2 separate regions of the Mus musculus genome follow, and region 2 is linked to region 1. A link is a contact called in public HiChIP or PLAC-seq data. All regions are on one chromosome and are shown on one strand. Each heading gives the region's core, a stretch centred on a gene start, on an enhancer-like site or on the middle of the called end of the contact. The rest is flanking DNA. Distances are from core to core; before and after follow the strand shown. Region 1 overlaps Palld (palladin, cytoskeletal associated protein). Region 2 overlaps Palld (palladin, cytoskeletal associated protein).

Region 1 (3,760 bases), core at 439-2,938:
CTACCAGGATGTAAAATACTATGTCTCAGAGAAGATTATAGCTGGTAGACACACACGTCTATAGTTGCTATGCTTCTTTGTCCTGGTCCCTTAAGGAACAAGACCTACCTTCAACATGACAGTGTTTGTTTGCAGTTTGTCTGTTTGTTTCTTGATTTTTCTGGGTCCTTTGCCCCTCCCACTACAAATCTACCTTGACTAGAGTTGGCAGTGATGATTCTGTAGGGCTAAAATTAGAAAGTTCTCGGGGGGCCATTTAAACATATCCTTCTTGTCTCCTAGAAGTTCTGCAGAGCCTCCTTGAAAATGCTCACTTTAGCAACAGCTGTAAAACAGTAAAACGATAGCTAGGTACACTAAAATAGCACTTTTATTTGGAACATGTTTCCCTCTCAAGCCTTAATCATACTTAGCCAGTGTATGTTAAACTTTGTTTCCCAGAGGTGCCTACAGGCTCGCTCGCTCATGCATTCACCATCCCTCCAAAGACTGTATACTTAACGCTTTGAAAGCTCCTTTAAATAAATAAATAAAAATAAGCAAAGATCCAGTTGCACTTGCAGCACACACGGCCGGCTCTTCTGATGTGACAGCAGATGGCAGTCGCAAGAGCTTTATTTGTGCCTGGGACAGCTTAGCTAAGTGTCTCGTAAATTAATCATGAATTGAATAATTGATTTCTCACACCTTGGGCTGTTCTTAACTCCTCAGTTATACATTTAAAGACAGGTTACTACAAAGCTCTGGGTCCCTTAGAATTCTCGTCAAGGGCTATTGAGCATTTGCTACAGTTGGGTCCACTCTACTCCTCACGTGCTCATTAAGACACCTGGACATAGAACTTCAGGCTCTCCTGGCTGTCCCATTTCCAGGACAGCCTCAGTGAGTGACCTCCCATTCGTTGGTCAGCCCTGAAGTTGGCGGTGCTGATGGACACAATGAGTTTCTGTGAATGTAATTAAACCTGCCTCTGCCAGTCTGCCTGTGGTATTTGTGAATGTTTTCATAAGGAAAACTGTTCTTGGGCTCCATCTGCCCTCTGTGGTTTGTGTCATATTGCGTTTGCTGTTCTGCAACCCTTGCAGTTTTGTGTGAGTGTGTGTGTGTGTGTGTGTGTGTGTGTGTGTGTGTGTTTCTGGAATGATTGCGCTATGATGTCATGTGCTATCTCAGTGTAGAACGTTTAAGGCTCTTGCTGAGGTCCATACGCCTGGGGGGTAGGGGCTAGGGTGGGTGGGGGTGGGAGCTCCCTCAGAGCGCACTTGGTAGCTACTCCCCGACTCCCTGTCTGCTCCAGCACATTCCATTGCCTGGAGACCAAAGCCACCAAATGATTTGCGGTCAGAGTGATTTGAGGCTGGTTAGAGATGATTTAAAAGGAAGGTTATGGGCACATGAAGTGTAGGGTAAGAAAATATATTTTACTACTTTGGAGACCACATGGCTCCAACTTCAACTTCTTTTTTAACATAGAAATTGTTGCCTGAACTGGCTCAAGGTGGCCCCTCCCCCACCTCAGGTTTTTTTTTTCTTTTTTTCTTTTTTTCTGGCTCATGGCAAAAGGCAATATTCCCTATTGATTGTAAGCTTGACCTTCCCCTTATTTCTGGAAATTGTTAAACTTTTTCATGCTCAAAAGGACAGGGGAACGTGAATCTGCTGGCTGCACTCGTTGGCTCATTGTTAAAGAAGCAGTCCCACTCTTCCCAATATATGGAAGAAGGATCTCCAATACTAAGTCTGGAGGAGAATCAGTTACACAAGAAGCAAAGGCAGGTTGAACAGAAGGTCACAGAATGTCTTTGTGGAGGTACATGTTACTTGATAAGTGGAAGAAATGATTTGGGTCAGCCTCCTGAGGATTCAGTATACCCTGTGATTAATAGTGGAGCCAAACGAAACATGTAATCTTTCCTAATTCACAAATAATGGTGAATGAGCTCAGAGACCAGTGACCTCTTCTCATTAGTGGTCCTTGGAAACACATAACCTTGGACCCATGTTTCATTTGTGAGATCAATCTACCACCCCCTTCTAAGCAAGCTATCGCAGATTGGTGCTGTCAACCAGCTATCACCACCGAGCAAGTTCCCAAATCTCTCTCCAGTATGAATGCCTGGTATTACTTCATTCTGCTGGTTACATCCATTCTGTTTTAATCCAAAGTATGTGCTCGAACCTGGTAGTCCACTCAGTGCTAATCAGAAGACAGCGCTCATGTTCCGGCTTGATGTTATGAATCTGGTTGAAGAAGCTAAGCTACCTAGAAAGCTCACTTGGGAACTCAACCCATCGGCTGGCCATCATGAGCTTGGCATCTGAGAGCCATCACTACAAGATAATGGAAGGCTGCTTGAGATGTCTCTAACAACTTGGTGCTCTGCAGTCTGGCTAAGCCAATCTGGAGTCCTACAGTTGGGGCCTATGTGCAGTAAGCAGCTTAAAAGAAAGCACATGGAGATCGGATTAGCATGATGGCTTATGGGAAAAACATTGAGGAGACATACTGGATGATGAGAATTAAGTGACACTGGAACTGAAGATGCTGATTCTGTTTGCCACCAAGTAACCTTGGACAGATTACATTAAAATTTTAACATAGGGGGCAGGTTTGAACTATGTTTTATCCTGTTCTTAGATGTAGTGTCCTTAGGCTGACACTAGACAGCAAACAGAGAAGGTGGCGTTATCTCTACTGTACAGTTGTGGAAACTGGAGTAAGGTACGGGGGTTATTGATGTTTTCAAGGTCACACAGCAAGTCACTGTTGGTATTTGGTCTCAAACTCAGACCTCTGTAAACGTCAAGTCCCATATTCTTTCCACTGTAGCAGGCAGCCCCCCACAACTCTTGACCTCTACAGACCTCACTCTCCTCATTTGCAGAAATGAGACATTTGGCTCAGAATACCAGTAGACCAGTCCAAGTTAAAATTCTGTGTCTGATGAATCACTGGCTGGAAAGGACTTTAAGAAATCACTTAGTCATATTCCTCACTTCCAGCAGGCCTCTGTCGACTATTTTGAAAGGAAAATAAAGCCCTTTTTCTTACAACCAAGTGCAGAAAGAAGCCTGGCCCAGGAGAGTGTCTAAACACAGAACACAGTGAGGAATGAGAAAAAGTGACATGCCAGTGCTCAGTGGGAACTCTGAACTCTCTGAAGTTTGGGTCTTGCCTTAGTAGAGGTGAGCATTGAGGGGCTAAGGGTGCGGCTCTGTTGTAATAAAAGTTAGGTGGGTCTTCCTCCCAGCCCCATGCTCCCAGAAATAAGACTCTGACTTAAAATATATTTACAAATATCTTGGCCATACAGCTAGGCTCTTCTCTGACTAGGTCATGATTTAAAATAACCCATTTATTCTAATCTACATTCTGCCACATAGCGGGTTACCTGTGCTCAAGCACCATGTGTCTGAACTCTGTCGCATCTTCCTGGGTGAATCTGACACACTTGGCACTATCCCAGAACCCTTTCTGCCTCTCAGGTGTTCCACCTCCTATTTCCTGCCTACGCCATAGGCATGCAGCTTTACTGTTGACGGTGCCACATGCATACAGGCATAAGATATTCTCTCTACAAGTTGGTAGAGTGCTTCCCGAACGTTCTCAAAGCCCTGGATTCAATAGCTGGCTCTGCATAAACCAGGCATGGTGTATATACCTATAATCTTAGCACTTAGGAAGTGGAGGAAGAAAGATCAGAAATTCAAGGGCATCCTTGGTTATATAAAGAATTCAAGGCAAGTCTTGGCTATATAA
Region 2 (3,760 bases), core at 623-3,122, 92 kb before region 1:
GCTGAAGTAAAATGGAAGTAATTCTTTACATTGTGTATGATTGTCCACATTCCTCAAGGTTGGAAAAATACATATTTGGTCAGTTATCCTAGGGAAGTTAGCCATTGCTTTTGGTTTTAGCTGAAGCATAGTGAAATGTTTCAAATCTCTTGCTAGAAAAAAAATAAAAAGGTGAAGCCTGGTGAGATGGCTCAGTGGAGGAGGGTGCCTGCCACCAAGCGTGAGGACCTGAGTTCAATCCTCCAGCTCTACATGATGACAGGATAGAGCAAGCTCCTGCAAGTTGTCCTCTGATTTCTCATGCCCTATGGTGTCTGTTTGAACACACACAGATCTCTAAATAAATATCCGAATGTAAATTTGAAGGCCATGGTGATGCAAGTTCAGACTAAATTTGCCTTAAAATTAAATAAAGTTATGGAATTGACTTTAACCCTACATTCTTCTTTGTTCAAATGTCCTGCGCCCATTCCATAGCATCCCCTTTTCAGTTTCCAGAAGGCCAGCAGCCACACAAGCTTGGACACATAATAAATCTTAGGGGTTTTTAATTGAATTTCAAATTACACTGGGAATACATTACAATAAACCCAGGTCTTTGGGGGGAAATCTTCTCCACAGTGAACTTCCTTCCCTGTCTTGGAAGCCATCTTCCAAGCCCATAACCTCATGCTCACATCAACCTGAATTTTAACCTGTCCCCAGCCCTCCCCTGAGAAAAAATGGATCTGTTGACCTGCAGAAAACGGCCTTTCACAGATTTGGGTAAATTTATAACATATAATAAAGTTAAGTATAGATTCGTAATTTGACATTTAAAAATAAATCCACCTGAGTACATGCTATGTGCGGAATTTTTTTAGCATCATGCACTATTTTCCGTAATCCTCACAGCAATGGAGGAAAATGGACCCAGGAAATAGAAATAACACTCCCAATGTGTTAGGGTGGGAAACGGTGCAGTCTGAGGCCCAATAAATCAAGTCTTTCTGTGTTGCAGGTGAAATCAGGTTTCGTTTCCTTTCCTGTTTTCCTTGGAGAGGGGCTGTGTAGATCATTGTCCAGGCAGCACACACAACTAAACCCACGCTCTCCCGTAAGGCTCACTTTTCATCTAATAAATTTCATCTAATTAATTAATTGTAGCTAATTTCCCCTAAAACAACCAGCCTCAAAATCAAAATGACCTCCATCGATTCTGTTGATTCTTCCAGCACAGCAGCCTACAGGCAGATTGGGCCCACTTCACCTGAAGGGAACTAGTCACGTTATAGTTCAGGATCCTTAGATCCAGGGGCTGGGGAGATGATGGCTCGGTGTGGGGCACTCGCTGCTTTTGCACAGGACCAGCGTTTGGTTCCCAGGCCCCTGGCTGCTGTCTCACAGCTTCAGAGAATCAGGCATCTTCTTCTGGTCTCTTCATGCACACAAGCACACATTCTCCCCAGTCTCTCTCCCTCCTCCCTTCCTCCCACCTTCCTTTTTTCCATGCTTCCCTCCCTTCCTCACTCCTCAAATAAAACTGAAAAAAGAAAAAAAAATCCTTTAAAGTCACTAATTGTTACCTGTTATACCAACATGTCATTGCTGGTCTTCGGTGGGGACAGGACCAGTCCACAGCTTTGCCCTGGCAAAATGTTTTAGTCTGTTCCCCCTGGCTGGTGCTTTAGTCTGTTTCCATGAAGGCCTTGTATGGTCCCTGACCCCAGCCTGCTGCCATCGGATTCCTTCTCAGCTTTTCACATTCCCAGGCAGAGATAAACTGCAATCGAGCTTAAAGGATCAGGAAGGCTTTCCCTTTGTGTGAGGGGTGATTAAGTTTGATCTGTGTCTGCTGCTGCTGCTGCGGTCATTTTCTTCCTTCTGCTTCTGAAACATAAGACTGTCCAATGGATACTTACTCCTCAGGTCCCTGGGGACTGCCCTAATTATGTCTTCATCCTGATACTGGCTTTCTTTCAGAGGGAAAGGCTGTGTCCAGCGGGTGACAATTCTATTTCAGTTAGCGAGAGTTCTGGCTGGTAAGATGAGAACAACTTGAAATTAGGATCGATGGCTTCATGTTTTGACTTCTTTTTTTTTTTTTTTTTAGGCAGAAGGTATGTTTGAGTGTGTGTTGTTTTGTTTGTTTGTCTTTCTTACTTCTTTCTTTTTTTTTTTTTTAAAATGAGGGCATCTATGTTTAAGTTTAAGATGAGGTATTAAACTCAGTATTCTTTTTTTTTTTTTTTTTTTTTAAAGATTTATTTATTTATTATATGTAAGTACACTGTAGCTGTCTTCAGACACTCCAGAAGAGGGAGTCAGATCTTGTTACGGATGGTTGTGAGCCACCATGTGGTTGCTGGGATTTGAACTCCTGACCTTCGGAAGAGCAGTCGGGTGCTCTTACCCACTGAGCCATCTCACCCTTTCTTACTTCTTTCTCTTTCCAGCTTCTTATTTTACCCATTAAGAAGTCACCCGCTAACACCGGGTGATGGGAAGTGAACTCCATTCTGCCCGAGAAAGCCTTCAGGTTATTAAACATTCTCTCACTGAACCAAAGTCCATCAGAGGCCTTCCCTGAACCAGCAGAGCTTTGAACGGATAGGAAGAAAAACTCGCTTGCTGGTTGTGTTTTTCAACACTGTGACCAACATTCTGAGAAACCGTTTTTAAAAGGAGCCCAGGCCGACATTGTCAGTGGTTTCTGTTCATGCCCCACTAGCTCCCTTGTTTCAAGCCTGTGGTGAGGCCGGGTGGCAAGGCAGAGAAGACTGAGACAAACAGAGATGCTCACTGCCTAGTGGATAGAACGCAGAGACAGGCAAGAAGCCGGAGGTACATGATAAACCCTTCTGGAACATTCTCCAATTCAGCTGTACTTCGTAATGACACCATAGGATTTGGAATCTATCAAGGGGTTAATCCGCACATTAGGACAGAGTACTAATGATTCAGTCAGTGATGGGATCCAACAGCTGGAGACAAAGCCTTCAGCAAATGTTTGAGAATTTCATAAGCAAGCCATGGCAATGCTGGGGTGATAAAGGCCTATTTTGCATCATGGTGTTATCAGATTAGCAGGCAAGTGGTGAAGCTTTTATCGGGTGTTACTGCTCATTTCTCCCCTCCCTTCATACCCCTGCCTGCCTCTCTCCCTCTCCCTCCCCCCTCTCTTCTCTCTATCCCCCAACTTTCTAACTCATAGAAAGGCAGAATTATTCCAAGCTGTTGACTGCTTGTGGGAGGAGTAGTTGGTCTCAGAATTCCTCCTGTCAAAGACTGTCTCCCTGCTAATGAGTGCAGTTCCTTCCAGTGAAACTTAGACTTGAAAGAAAACAGTGGTCAATAACACAGACACTCTCTTCAAGGTCTATGCAACCATGTGGCCTTCTTGTTACTTAGAATCCAATGAACCTGGGGAGGGTGTTCCCTATCTCTACCCAGCTCAAGCTGGGAAGATTTGGAGTGGTAACTGCCTTCCTCTGTCTATTTCCATTGTTTAGGGTTTTGTTTGTTTGTTTGTTTCTTCCCTCTCTTGTGAACTCTTCAGATGATGGCATTTCTGACAACAAAATTCAGAGTCCTGACTACTAAAATTATCCCTTCTTGTCTGATATAATCATATTAATCAAATTAAGTTATCTCAAAAAGACATGTTTTTCTCACCTTTGTGGTTCCTAGATTTTGTATAGGCAAACAAAATCATGCATTTGACTTATGATAGGAAAGTAAAGTGAACTGTTTAAAGGAACAAAGGGAATCATTGGGAGAG

Evidence for each region. HiChIP or PLAC-seq counts read pairs in DNA pulled down with a chosen protein or histone mark.
Region 2: a contact with region 1 is called in an H3K4me3 HiChIP or PLAC-seq map of embryonic limb bud, with 2.3 times the contacts expected there. The contact joins two enhancer-like sites. A contact is called at or near these places in 2 of 39 promoter capture datasets (cranial neural crest and liver), 4 of 484 Hi-C or Micro-C datasets (bone marrow-derived macrophages, embryonic stem cells, nephron progenitors and 1 more), 4 of 115 datasets of contacts at active chromatin or transcription factors (embryonic limb bud, embryonic stem cells, extraembryonic endoderm stem cells and 1 more) and 2 of 9 other capture datasets (adipose tissue and pancreatic islet).

The regions. Positions count from the first base shown.
Region 1 is chr8:61,754,584-61,758,343 of GRCm38.p6, reverse strand. The region is part of intron 2 of Palld (palladin, cytoskeletal associated protein); the gene reads left to right. Among named protein-coding and RNA genes, the nearest start is that of Gm51576, 71 kb to the right of the region's middle. Within about 2 kb of position 1,688, at least 35 of the 459 cell types and tissues checked have an H3K27ac peak or open chromatin away from gene starts, as enhancers often do. A contact at or near this core is called in heart atrium, where this site is marked.
Region 2 is chr8:61,846,898-61,850,657 of GRCm38.p6, reverse strand. The region is part of intron 2 of Palld (palladin, cytoskeletal associated protein); the gene reads left to right. Among named protein-coding and RNA genes, the nearest start is that of Palld, 54 kb to the left of the region's middle. Within about 2 kb of position 1,872, at least 16 of the 459 cell types and tissues checked have an H3K27ac peak or open chromatin away from gene starts, as enhancers often do. A contact at or near this core is called in heart atrium, where this site is marked.